Linked DNA regions of Rattus norvegicus: region 2 is linked to region 1. The links are chromatin contacts, called in public Hi-C maps. All regions are on one chromosome and are shown on one strand. Each heading gives the region's core, a stretch centred on a gene start, on an enhancer-like site or on the middle of the called end of the contact. The rest is flanking DNA. Distances are from core to core; before and after follow the strand shown.

What was found. Hi-C and Micro-C count contacts between places; a contact is called where the count stands out from the background.
Region 2: a Hi-C map of liver shows a contact between it and region 1, with 4 times the contacts expected there. The contact joins two enhancer-like sites. A contact is called at or near these places in 3 of 12 Hi-C or Micro-C datasets (the A7r5 cell line, liver and mammary epithelial cells).

What each region holds. Positions count from the first base shown.
Region 1 is chr11:61,822,281-61,829,428 of GRCr8, forward strand. The region is part of intron 1 of Alcam (activated leukocyte cell adhesion molecule); the gene reads left to right. Among named protein-coding and RNA genes, the nearest start is that of Alcam, 20 kb to the left of the region's middle. Within about 2 kb of position 4,936, at least 31 of the 93 cell types and tissues checked have an H3K27ac peak or open chromatin away from gene starts, as enhancers often do. A contact at or near this core is called in liver, where this site is marked.
Region 2 is chr11:61,919,490-61,927,088 of GRCr8, forward strand. The region is part of intron 1 of Alcam (activated leukocyte cell adhesion molecule); the gene reads left to right. Among named protein-coding and RNA genes, the nearest start is that of Alcam, 120 kb to the left of the region's middle. Within about 2 kb of position 3,317, at least 10 of the 93 cell types and tissues checked have an H3K27ac peak or open chromatin away from gene starts, as enhancers often do. A contact at or near this core is called in liver, where this site is marked.

The sequences.
Region 1 (7,148 bases), core at 3,686-6,185:
AGATATTAGACTTTAAAATATATGTCAGCATGTTTATAAAGAAACAGCTAAGAAACATGACAAATACACATATATACCCGAAAGAAAGATGATAAAATTAAGACAAGATGTAAACTTGTACTTCTTAAAAATTTAAAAATACAGCAAACACCTGCCTGCAGGTAATGAGCTATCCCAGAGTGCTCTAAGTGACGTCACTCATCACCTACTGGAACTGGGCTGATTCAAGGGAAAGGTGCCTCCAAGTTATGAGCTGGGCTGCATGGGTTCCAAAGCACTGTGAATCTGTTCAAATCACAAAATGAGTCTAACCGCTCCTGAGCTAAACAAAATGCCTGTGTTTTCTACAGAACAGGTCAGTGTGTTTTCTCAGCAGCGCTGTGTCAGTGACCAGCTGTTGTTGTAATCTCAATGAAAATGCTAAGAGGTTGCCTGCAAAACATACACAGGATGGGGAAAATTCGGTTTTATTTCTTAGATAATTGAAGAAACTTAAAAGTAGGATATTGGGGGACAGTAGATCGCTTGTGTGTCTTCCACTGTTTCTCCACGGCTGCCCACGGCATTCCCTGTGAGTTGATATCTCAGATAGGGATACAGAAAATGGAGGTGGGGAGCCGAGGTCAGCTTAGCAGTCCTGAGGCTTGAGTCTGCTGCAGATCACACAGTCCCAGTCTGTGAAAACACTGGCCACAGGTCTGGATAAATACCCACTACCCACACTTCTCTCCATCCATCATCCCCCTTCAGCAGACACACGGAGCGGTCTCTGCTTTGTTGGGATAGTTAACACTTACTGAGGTGCCAGAGAGTTTCTGCGACTCCTTTATCCCGTGCTGATTTATAAGCCTGAACTGAAGAGAACATTTTAGAGCTTGTCAGTATTAAAACAAACAAACAAACAAACAGCACAAAGGAGACATCAAACAAATTCCACAATGTACCCGTAGACATAATGTTTCATATTTCACAGTTGGGTGTGCCCATAGAACCACACCACTAGGGCTTCCTTGGCTTTGTATGGACTCATTATCGTAGCAACATTGGTCTTTGGTGGTGCCATTCCTTTCCCACCTTAATATTAATTGTGGCCAAATAAAATCTACATCGAGCCATTGTCTGTATTCTGGAGAATCATCCCGCGTAGTCTACAGCTTACAGAGCTAGCCATTGTTTCTCCTGGACGCAGAACAATGGCCTTGTCAGAAGTAGTAGCCATCTCATAACTGGGGAGGAAAATATGGATTCGATAGCACTGACCATGTTCCACAGATTTTGTTTTTGTAATTTCTCACTGTAATTACGGTAATGAGAATAGAAGAGACATACCAGCAAGGGATGCTATGGAAGCTAGAAGGAAGGTCTGGGGACCAAATCAGTCCCCAGGGCAGGAGCAGCATCAGGTTCCTCTTCCTACCTTGTAACCTTTGATTCTTTATTCCTCTGTCTTGCTCTCCCAGTGTGCGATCCCACCTTGATCCTAAGGGGGAAATGACAGCTATTCACTTCTAAATTAACCTTCTTTCTTTCCACTCAGAAAAGTAGCCAACACATTTTGCCTAGATCTGATTCCAAAGTCACAGGGGAAGGGTTCTGATTGGCTCAGTATGAGTCAGGTGCTGGTTTAAACCAAACAACTGGGAAGGAGAACTGGTGGGTTTCTAGGCAAGTTCAAAAAAACCTAAAGAAAGGGCAACTGGGGAGACACAAAACAGTTTAACAGACAGTTATGAGGCAGCCACTACCCCTAACTTAGAGTCAGTTTCCAGGTATTCAGGAGTACAGCAGCCGAAGAAGCCACAGAAATACAGTGTATTTAGTGTTTAGATTGCATAGCTAGGAGGAGTTTGTACTTCTGGAATATTTGAACGGCAACAATAACAGCAATAACCATGTGTGGGGTGAGAAAGAATGAAGAGGCAAGCTAAAGGGGAGGGGTTGAACATGGAAATAAAAAAAAAAGACTGATTAAGTCTTAAAGTGAAGTGAACTGTTATGATAGGCCTAGTTCTCAGCAGTAGAACCAGACAACACAGAGCACAGTGCATTCTGTGCCCTACTCCACAGAGAACATTCAAGGAAAAGAGATTGTTTTAGTGTCTTAATAGTTTTGGAGTTCTTTTAATAATATGTGAAGTGGTTTCATACATATGTACATATATATATACACACATACATACATACATACATACATACATACATACATACATACATACATACCTTGAGAGGGTATTAAAAGGTCCGTATGCTTTCTGTTTGTGGAGTCTAATCTTACTTTTAATTTATGTCATCAAGCCCTCTATTGTTAATGAATTTTTTATAATAATGTTTTGTTAGGTTGTATCAAGTTACCACTTGCTAGAGACGCTAGAAACGAAAGGTAATACTCTGCCCAACCCATTTTCTTCAGGGGACTTTAATGCAAACAAAACTACAGGGCGTCTCGTAAAGTGCTTTGAGAGATGAGGATGGCCATCGCACTACCCCTTATGCACCTTCCGGCCTTTAGCTGGAAATGCAAGTGGAGACTTCCCACAGTCACATCCCAGTTCATTCATCAAGTTTCTCTTTTTTTGCTCATTCTGTTTAAACATTGCCTTGGGAAAATAAACCATGGTTTTTGCAGATTATATATGTGACGTGTAAACTGAATCTATCCAAAGTACTAGAGTTTATGTGTAATTAAAAAAACATTGCATATTATGTTGAATTATTGTGTTGAATTAATAATAAGGAATAAAAATTGTAAATGTTAAGTCAGTAAATTTTCAAACTTATGCTAGTCATAGAGACTAACAGGTCAGAGATACAGCATAACAGGTCCCTGAGTCCGTGATTCGTGACTTCTACCTTGTCAAGGAACCATCTTATCAATTTTCCAATAATGGCAAAGAGGCCAAAAGCACCCACATAAAAATTCAACACTATTCATCCAGTTAATGTATCATAAATAATATTTTTGATAAATTAATTTTTACTCTAACTGTACATAAAAATTCATTCATATTAAAGACTCTAAGACAACTGAAAAACTTTTGTAAGTTAAATTAATAATCTACAGGTAGTTGAAAATACCCAGGACAATGATTGGAATTATCTACTGAAATTGACATGAGGTCAATACTTTACATGTTCTTTTTAGTAACTACTTAGAGTCAGCCAGTGTACTGGGGTAGGTGTTGGCAAGAAAAGAATAAAGAATGAATGTCTCTCTAGGCACCTTATGTTTTGGTTGTCTGGTAGTTCTCAAATTTGGGCATGCATTAGAATGACCACAATGCTTATTCAAACGGACTTTTAGGCCCAGCCCCTAGAGTTCCAGATTCCCCATTTCTGGCATGGGGGGTGTAAAATTTGCATTTCTAGCATTGACCATATGCTGCAGAGAAGGCTTGTCCTGGACCCACACTGTGAAAGCAGCTGTGTGAGGAGGGACACTATTGTTTATCTGCTGAGACTCTACCAGGCCAAGCCTACAACAACTGCTTCTGATTAATTATTGCCAATAAGAGAAATAATTTTTCATGACTCCAATCTGATTTCTGCGTGTTGGTCAAAGTGTATGACTTAAACCAAAATATCGACAAATTTACAAGGTCGAGTGGAAAAAATTTTCAATGCCAAAGGCTCCTTGTTTACTCAGTAAAAAATATTTCATCAGATTAGTAGCCTAATTTCCAATTTCATCTTCCCTTGATTGTAACATAAAGCTTTCCTTTCTGATCTTTGGGTAAACATGCAGTGTCCCATAGTCTTTTAAGTGTGATGGCCAGTGTTCATTTATTGCGATAATTAAGATGGATAGCAGCACACCAGTGCAATGACTGCACTTGTGTTGAGTGTGTAAATTATTTCCCTGGGATGAAAGCCTCTTTTATGGCTATCGCTCTAGTCCTATCTCTTGCATCCTAAGCCATTAGCCACAACATGTTTCAGAACACTATTTATAAGGAAGTTCGTCACATTTACTAATTTCCGATAACTATTAATTCACATCTACACTTTTCTTTGTACTTGGGAATTGCCTCTTACATTACTTCTGCCAAGGAACAGGGTAGAAAAAAAAATACCTCCTAAGATGTGTAAACGTAATTTCTTGGTTTTTTTTTTACATTCATATTTTTATTTAGTCCCAGTTCTCTAGCTTATGACTCTAACATGACAAAGGGCAGTTTGCTCTCAGTGGCTAGGTTTCTTTTAAGAATTTTAAGAATAAATGTGAGTTTCTTTTAAGATTCATTTGAAAGCCCATTAAAATGGAGATAGAAAAAGACTCATAAAAAAAAGAGTACTACTTGTGGCTGGCCACCTTTCTTATTTCAAAAAATAAATGTACTTCAAGTTCTAGAAAAGTTATTTTTATTTTTTACAGTTTAGCTTCAAAGCAAATTGAATGCCTGTTGCCTTTCTGGGTAGGGTTAGTCCATTGTTGCCATAGCAATAGTCAATTTATGTATTGAATATTAAAGATCTAAAAAAATTATGCTATAGAATTTGTCAGAGTGTTATTAGTTAGTACCCATATCAAAAGCTAGCTAAAATCAGTAACTTAATAAGGAATTTCCATAGGCAGTACATACAGGCCGTCACATGGACATGCTCTCATTAGCCTACTCACTTTCATGCTCTGCAGTCCTTTCAGTCTCTTACTGGGTTTTGCTGAGGCAAACAAACAAACAAACAAACAAGTAATAAATCTAAAGAAAGAAGCAAAGACTATACTGAGTCAATGTCTGTAATATTTTTTTCAGCATTTTATGATTTGAGATTAAATCTTGCTAATGGTTCTTGGACTGCTGTTTTAGGGTGTCTTGTCCCGTACACCAAAACAGTACAAAACCTGTCTTCCCTGGAAAATCTAAAATGAACTGCTCACACAAAGACAACAAGACTCACTCTGTTTGCTAAACTTTGGCTCCTTTTCAGCATTTGCCTTGGGCTGGAGAACACAGAGCACTCTCACTTTCTGGCTAAAATTAACTTGCTTATCAGACAGCCTGCATCCCTTTGTACAAAAACCTTCTGAAGAGCAACTAGACTTGTCCTAGATCTCCACACTCTCTTCCTCACAACTACTACTTCTCTGTCAATGACTTGTTACTATCATCTTTATTTTTATTTATCTCCTAGTACTGCAGTGCTAGGAATAGAAGCCAAGGCCTGGCCCATACAAAAATCACTCTGGCAATTAATAGAGCCTCCAACCCATTTTTAATCTTTATTTTTAAGATGATTTTACACGTTACTCCTCTCCTTAAATATAGCAGCTGACTGGAGTAACTACGTTGTGCTGTACAAGACAATAAAATACTATAGGCAAATTTAAATAACCAAAGGAAGAATGAGAAAATAAATATCATTCTTTTGGATCCTCACCACTATGATGGACTGTATTTCTTAGAGCATGTTTGGAAGTATTTGAAAACTTTTATTCTGTCACTACAAATAGATATAGGGTTTTCTTCTTGTTATTCTTGTTTTGTTGTTTGTTTGTTTAAATAACGTTTTAAAGACTATCTTTGACATCCAAGTGTCCAAATGTTCTAGGTCTTATTTCACTTCTGAGTAGCAAATTAAAGGATTGTCATTTATAGATACAAATGTTTTAACTGAATTTTAGGGTGTTCAGGAAGTCCAAACTGATCTGACATAATGTATTACACTTACATAACAAGTTTATTAATGCCCTTCTGTAACAGACATTTGCAGTCATGATACGGAAAAGAGAGGAATGTTAAAAGGTCTTAACCATGTTATCAGAGCTGGCAAAAGGCTGTTGGAATGCATAGAGATGGAAAGAGTCAGGCCTAGACAGCACTGAATAGTCAAACGGAGGTGTGAATGTGGAGGGGTTGACGTGTCCACGGTCAAGCAGAGAGATATTAACCTGTTCATTTTAGATACCTTACATAGAGCAATGACCAGTTTCAGCCCTCACTGTCATGCCATATTTATTTGAGATGCTTGATTCAGGCTTTTGATTTTTTTGATTTCCACCTGTAAAATAGGGCAAGTAATGTCTGTCTTACAATGGGGATATTGAATATTTAGAATGTGTGCTATGAAAAAAAGAAAAGTAATGGGGAGGGCGGTTTAGTTGGGCGATGGTTGAGAAGGTAGACTGTCGGAGGGGTGAAGAAAGGGAAAACACTAAGGATGGTTGAAAGAGTCATATGGAAGCACACTATAAACTTCCTAAATACAAACACACAAACATGTATTCGTAAACATGCATACATATATGGTGTACACAAAAACACATACATATATTCATAAATATACATACATGTATATGATACATACATGTATATGATACATACATATAAAAATGCATACATAAATGCATAGTCATAATACATATATATGACACACACATCACAATTATTCAGAGTGCAGAGAACTATACATGAGTGCCTGGGCAGCACAATTTGTACTTGCTGGGTTATAACAAATGGAGTAAGGTTTTGAGATGTTGGGTGATGTATCTAAGTTAGTCAGAGAGAGGAGTTAAGTTACATTTGACCAAAATAAATTGTATGTATGTATGAAAGTCCACAAGAATCAATAACATGTTACATTTTAAAACATACTATTTCACCAAGTAGGTAAGAGCTATTTGTAAAATTTATTTTTAAAGTGTATTTTGTCTACATCTATTTATCATATATAATGGTGGGCTCCATTATGATATGTCCATACATATATATTAAATGATTTTTATCATATTTACCCCTCATTACCCTGTCTTGTCTTCTCAATCCTGCTGACCTCACTGTTCTTTTGAAATTATGCTTCACTTTCTTTTCCGTGTGTGAAGATGTTAGGTCAAATATAATTGTTTGCAGGAACATGGATGATGGGTAATTTACAGAATCATGGGAAACTTAACAAATGTGTTGTGAACCACTGAAGAAAATGTGAAGTTCCTTGCTAATGGCACACTAAACGTGTTATACAATATCTGCTGGTAAGAGTAGGTGAAAGTGATGATTGCTAAACTTAACAACTCCATGGAAATGTGTGTGTGTGTGTGTGTGTGTGTGTGTGTGTGTGTTGTGTGTGGTGTGTGTGTGTCAGCACTCTGTCTAAGCTTCACCCCCACAGTAACCTGGCAACAGCCAGGTATGCTCTGCCCCATAGTTCCCTGG
Region 2 (7,599 bases), core at 2,067-4,566, 96 kb after region 1:
GGTAATTTTCATACAGGCCTCATTTTGTATGGTAACAACTGTACTTGAAATGTGTTGCCGTCATTATGACATCATTGTCAAAGATTCCAATATTTGGGAGAGTACAACTTCTTATTCACCGTTTCCCATGTTAGAGTTAATCATGGACCATAGAAATTCAAATGTAGCATGTTAAAATTTTCAGGAACAAACAATTCGCAAACTTCAAATTACATTGGTGAGCACCATGGTAAAGTCTTGAGCTATCTTGCTCCTTCTTACCCAGGACATGACTGTTGCTTGTGCCCAGCAGGCCTAAGCTGTGTACAGTATCCACACTGCGTGGTGCAACAATGCTGTCTCAGTTGCAAGAATGTCGTTCTATGCATATCCTAGTATTTTTGTTCGGTAACGCTTATTTATTTTTATCAGTACAAGAGTAGTGGTGATGGTTTCATGACAGCACGTTGTTATAATTGTTCAAGCAAGACTATCCTTAGATACTATTGTTAATAATCTCTTATAGGGCTTTATTTACAAAGTAAACTGTATCACAGTTACATGTGTGTGTGGGGACGTGTTCATGCCTACATGTTTGTGTGTGTATATCCGTGTATGTTTGTGTTTGTATGCGTGTCTGTGTGTGATAGAGAGAGTTGGTATCACCTGAAGATTTAAGCAGCCCCTAGGAAGTATTAAATAACCTCCCGATGAGGACTACTTTTAAAAAATCAAGGCAACTTAGAAGATTGCAAGCTGGGAATACTAATGGAAAGAATATGAGACTAAGAGCTGAAAGATTCATTTTCTTGACTGAGCTCTGACTTCAACACTTAAGATTTTCTAGTCTTCTACATCTTTAATTATACAGTGAGCAACCTACATTAAATAAACTCTAAGTCATGTCTCACTTGAATGTACAATGATTAATTTTCAAGCACAATAATAAAAATATTTAATAAAGCTAGCATTTTCTTATCTACCAACCTCACCCATTCCAGGCATAGCCAAGAGTCCTTGGGAAACACAAATGTCTGAGTAGCCAAAATAAATGCTAATGTTCGTGAACTAAGCCTTGTTCTAAGGAAACTCCAGGGGCCTCTCACTAGGCTTCTGTTTACTCTTTAAATAGCCTCTCTTTTATGTTTGATTATATTGTTTTCAAAGGCCTGGCACATTAGTGGCAAATTGGAGAGGGACTGTGAGGAAACAGACCGATATATGGAAAAGTGCTTTGTAGGTTCTGAGCTGCTGGCAGATGTTAGATGTCATTAGCCAGAATGACTGACACCTGGCAGGAACTGTGACAGAAAAGATTAACAGATCGGGTCAGAGACAGCACAGGAATTCCAAATCCTGTTTGGGTGGGCTTCTCAGAACATCAGTGAATGGGTTTACTCACTTTGATTATTTCCAAGGTAGTCCCAGATCTGTAGCCTAGTACATGCTCGTGGGAATGACTGGGTTATCATGGTAAGGCTCCTTTCCAGCCCGCAAAATACGATGTCAGGAAAACATGTAACCTGTAGCTTGCCCGAGTGCTCGCCCCTTAAAGAACAAAAATGCAAATGACACAAAAGATAGGCTACATTATAAATTCTTTGAAAATTATAGCTACATGGTCCTGGAAAATTAAATATTCTGTGTAGTTTTGAAATGTGAAGTCAGATTTTCATTGTCCCCGCGACAGCTCTGAAGATAATAATCTGTTCCCTTACGTTTGAGACCCAGGGGTCTTCTGCTTGTGGTAGGACTTTCTCCAACGTGCTCTTACCCTCGCAAGGCAATCCAAAAGTTAAAAACCATGGGGCTTGCTAACGTCCAAACCATGTGCTATGCTTCAGCAATGGAATTAAATGTTTAATAATTTGTAAGAGATAGTGACAATCAATCCAAAGGAAGCGCAAAGCATAGCTAAATTGTTTGTCACCAGCAGGGCCACTGAGATGTCTCAGCAGATAAGTGTTCTCAGTGCCAAGCTTGACCACCTAAGCCTGTTCCATATGGTAGAAGAAAAGAACTGACTTCTGCTAGTTGAACCATCACACAAAAGCACTCAACACACACACACACACACACACACACACACACACACACACGAAAAATAAATAAGCAAAAAAGAATATATACTCTATTTTTCTTATTAATTTATATATTTATTTTCAAATATATATTTATGTGTGTATATGTACATACATACATAGACATAGACATACATATATATGTACATACATACATATATAATATATATATATATTAAATACAGCACCAATTAGAAACTCAAACCAATGTGCTTTCAGTATCATTACTAATTGTTAATAGGAAACTCCTATGGTAAACTAAGAAGTCTGACATACTGTACTCAGCATTTGTCAGCGGAGTAACAGTAAGGTAACAAAAGCAATGAAGTATCAGATCTCAACAGAATATTAACCCTTTCCTTTCCTCATAGTGGGGAGTGTGCATTGGAGAACATTTAAGCTTTCTGTTCTGTAAACCAAAAGTTAGCTGTGTTGCAAGAAAGCAAGTATTTAATGAGAAAACCTTGCTTGTTTGCTCTCTTATGCTGGTGTTTTTTCGACCGTAGGCTAACAACTGATATTTCCTGTTGTGTTGCTGGGAAGATTTCAGGTTTTGGTGTATGCAGGTTTTGCCTGCATGTATGTATGTGTTACAGATGTGCGTGTGTGTGTGTGTGTGTGTGTGTGTGTGTGTGTGTGTGTTCATCCTAGTGCACGCCTGCCTCCAATCAAAGCTAGCAGAGGGTGATGGTTTCCTGGAAGTAAAGTTTCAGAGAGTGGGGAGCCACCGTGAAAGTGCTAGGACTGGAACCCTGGTCCCCTGAAGGGGCAGCAAGTGCTTCTAACCACTGAACCATCACTATAACCCCTATGGTAGATTTCGAATAAAGATATCTTATCTGTTATTCAACCTCAATGGCAGACATTTCAAAAAAGAACATATACAAGAGAGTCAGAATCTGCCATGGTGGGTGCTTGATGCTATGCTTTGGAAACACTTCTCAAGCACAGGGCATCTGAGGAGAGCATACAAAAGCGACCGAGTTGGTGAATGGAAGAGAGGCCATCAGCCAGGCAGCTGCAGGTTAGACAGATGGATTGACTTCCAGGCAGAGCAGAGCACAGTTTGCTCTATTACCCTTTTGTGCAGCTTGGACGGAAACCCAAGAACAGACTAGACTCTAAGCCTCAGTTACAAGGAACATTCCAAAGACATTGTTAGAGATACAAAAATAAACAGCTCCATGCTCTCCATACAGGAAATGCACTCTGCATCATGTTACCCTTGAAGATTTCTAGCAAGTGAGGCTGGCAACAGTTGTCATTGGCAACTATCTTGGTCATATGACACCTTGAACTGGAGTACAGATGCCACACTCCTGCAAGGTCTTTACACTTGACATCAGAGACTTGCGGTGTCCTCCATTTAAACAGAAGCATTTCCAAAACACCGGATGCTCCAATTAATTTAGAGACTTCTAGAAGGAAAGGAAAATAACTATAAATTACAAGGACAAAAGTCTGGGGCTTTTTGTGCATTTCAATTGTGGCCCCTTGGTCAAATGCTCCAACTAGTAAACACACAAAACTCAAATAAAACAGAAAGGGAATTATTTACATTCCCATTTTAGTTCTCCTATTTCCATAATCTGAAGCACACAATAAACAGGGCCTGAAGGTGTTAAAGCATTTTATATTAACAATTTTCATTTAGAAACCCAGGCACCTAACGTTGCCCGTGTTAATATTTGCTTTGGACTGTTCTGCGTATTTAGTCTCAAGCTTCTCCAAAGAACTAACACAAAAGTCCGCATTCCTGTTTGCCTAGCTAGTGTGTGATTTCACACACTGTGTATGGTACACTCCCACAGAGGCTCTGTATTAGCTGTTCTTCAAGTGAGCAGTGTACTTAGCTATGTTGGGAAATGTGAACTTTGGAGCTTGAGGAGTCAGCAGACGTACGGAAACTCTTACCGATTTTACTTTGAAAACATTCATCCTGTCTCTTTATTCACTATGTCTACCTTTATTTGTCCCCACTGCCCTATTTCCTCACAATTATATAGGAAATTGAAGTTTTGCACGGGGCTCTGGAACTCTTGGGCCTTCTCTAGCTGTGTTTGCTCCCCATTGCTAGTAACAATAACTATCAAGTGCTAAAAACCTGTGCACATAACTGCTATCCTCAAAATCACACACCATTCCCTTCCTTACCTCTACAGTCATTGTGGGATAAAATCTAAGTTCTTTTTTTTATAGTATAGAACAGAGTTTATTCAGAACATGGTGAGGGGAATTGAGAGAAAGGCAGAGAGGGAGAAGGGGGAGAGTAAAGGGGAGAGAGAGAGAGAGAGAGAGAGAGAGAGGATGACCTTGAGCACATGGAGAAAGAGTGGGGAGGAGAATGTGGAGAGGGGGAGAGCAGGAACAAGAGGTAAGAGCAAGAGCAAGAGGTCAAGAAAATCTAAATTCTTTAAGCTTTGCTTTAACCATTTTCCAGATAGCTTTCTCAGATTTCTCTCAGGTGTGTTTTCCTCCATTGCCTCTAACTAGACCCAACTCTCAGCCAGCACTGGCTGTACAGGTGAGAACCTGTGCCCCCAATTCACTGAGTTTCATCCAGATTTCTTCCACCTGATGGGGTTTTCATCCGAGAGAACTCAATACACGTGGTCCTTTCGGGGCAATGCCTTCTGCATCCTGTCCATCAATCCCTCATCCCACAATGCTGGGTGCACTGTTTCTTTTACCCTAATAAATATAAGCCAGGCAGGTACGGTGGCTAGCAATTAGTGCGGACATGGTGCCTGGCAATTACTTCTTAACAAAACTTAATGCATAGTTATCTGTACATTAGTGATAACACTGTGGACTTGATACCATCATTGGCCTTAATGTTATAGCCAGACTATATAAATACACACTGGTTAAGTAACTACTAGAGATTGTCTGGCTTGTGTGGAATGAAGCTTGGTACAGGTCCACACATGCTGAGCACAAGGACCATGCTTTAGCTGCAAGTGCAGTTTGACTGGTGTGGCCGTATACAGTGCGTTCTGCAACTTTTTCCAGATCCTTTCCATCTCTCTACCCACCCAACTTTATGTCACCTTTCCCCACCCCTTCTCTTTCAAACACACACACACACACACACACACACACACACACACACACACACACACTAATAATAATAACAACAGCAACAACAATAATAATGATGATAATGATGCAAAATGCCCAAATGCCCAAATAAGACAAAACAAAAACCTACTAAAAAAAAGTCATTGAGCTTTTTTTGTGCTGGCCAACTACTTCTCAGCATGGTTCCTGATCTGGACAGTGTCTAATATACCTAATAAAATTCCACTGAAGAACTGAAGAAAACTAGTTTTCCTGTTGTCAAAAGGTATCAATTCAAGATAGCAACTTGTTAGAGGTGGGACCCGTAGCCCACACCTCTCCCCCTGTCTCTTTCTGTCTTTGTCTCTCTCTGTGTCACTCTATCTTTCTGTCAGTCTCTTTCTCTCAATATCTCTGTCCCTTTCCCTCCCCTCCCTCCTTCACCCTCCCTCTCCCTCTCTCTCTCTCTTCTCTCTCATCTAGAACCACCTTCTTGACCCTGAACCCATGAGCTCATGAAAACCTTGTTGTGCATGCTGCCACAGTCTGTGGGAGATCACATATGTATCCGCGTGTTGTGTTACCTTTGAGTTACCTTTCACCTCTGTCTCTTAAAAATCTTTCTGCCTCCTCTTCCACAGATACCATTGAGCTTTGAGTGGAGGACTCTGATGACAACATCCCATGTAGGACTGAATACTTCATTTGTTTGCATCCTGTCCAGTTGTAGGCCTTTGTGTTCATTTCTATCCACTCTGAGAAGGAGCTTCTCTGATGAAGGTCGAGCATGGTACTGATCTATGGGAATAGCAGAATGTCACTAGTAATCTTCTATTGCTATGATTCTTTTAATTGCTATGATTGCTATGATTGCTTAATGGTAGCAGTGGGGTTTTCCCTAGACCTATATAATTCCAAGTCAGTGGCCACTTTAGTATTGTCTGATATGGGTAACCTCCTTTAGTGGTCCTTAAATCCAATCAAAATAAAGTGGGTCACTCCCACACCCTTTGCACCACTATGACACCAGCATATCTTGCAGGCAGGTCTCTGTTCTAGCTCTCATGACTTGTATCTGGGTGATATTCATTGTTACCTTTCTCCTCCGGTAGCATGCATAGAACTTCCCTTCACTATGGATGCTAATCAGGAGGAAAGAAGCTTCTAGTTGTGCACCAGCTTGACTTCTCCATGTTCAATGATGTGTGTAAGTGATGCCTTTAGAAATAGGGGCTTACTGTCAGGTTGTGAGAAGCATCTGAGAGCCTTGGCAACCACCTATAATGTTTGAGGAGTCCATGGGACAACCCCTTGGCCAATGACTCAACAGAATGTAATGCATCTGGAACTGGAGGTTTTACTTGGTAGCACAATATATCTACTGAAATACTATATTGTAGCTTCCATATATCTTTCAAGAAGCCTTTAGTCTTTCTGTTCCTCCCCATATTTTCTTCTTCACCCCTCTCTTCCACAGCCCTTCATACCCAGTCTTTTTGTAACACTATATTCTGTTTCTCCTTTCTTGGGAGATTTCCTCCTCGGGTTCCTTACTCGATATTTAACATTGAGATGTGTTTCATTTGTAGCACACACAACTAAAAGTTAAAAGTTAACATTCATATTTAAAAGGAAACATGTAGTATTTGTCTTTTGGGACTGGGTTACCTCATTCATGATGTTTTTTTCCTAGCTCTATCCATATAACTGCCGATTTCGTTATATCATTGTTTTCAACAGCTGAATAATATTCTACTGTGTAAATGTACCACATGTCCATTAGCCATTCATCAGCTGGTGGACATCTAGGTTGCTTCTAATTGCTTGTTGTTATAAACCAAGCAATGGTTAGCATGGATAAGCAAGCATCTCTGTAGTAGTGTGTGCAGTAAATTCTGAGAATTGAGGAATATTTACCATGATCAATAATAAAAATGTCTTTCATTTCAATGACATATACTACAATATTTTTATCAGGTCAACAAATGCCATTAAATTTAACATACACTTACTCTGCTTCCTTTTTCAGACATTTTTCATATATTTATATACACACACGTGTGTGTGTGTGTGTGTGTGTGTGTGTGTGTGTGTGTATCAGAAATTGTTTAATGTTACAAAGGTTTAGGAGAAAATAGCAAACTTCCACGATTATATGTTTCAGAAATTCAAGTCTGTTATATTCATAGAACATATTTTCAAATTGACAGCTGTTAGTAGAGATGCTGTGCTAGGCATTTCTTCATGGGAAGTCTCCCAAGCTTTCAATTTAGACCACATTAGAGGAGGCAGAGAGAGTTTAAGAGTCAGAGGGACTGGAGGACATCAAGAAAATAATCGTTACAAGCAAAACTGATATGAACTCACAGAGACTACAGCAGCGTGCTCCAGGACTACGTGGTTCTGCACCAGGTCCTCTGTGTATGTAATATAGCTTTCAGTTTAGTTTTTTTTTTTGGGATTTCTGAGAGTGCGTACC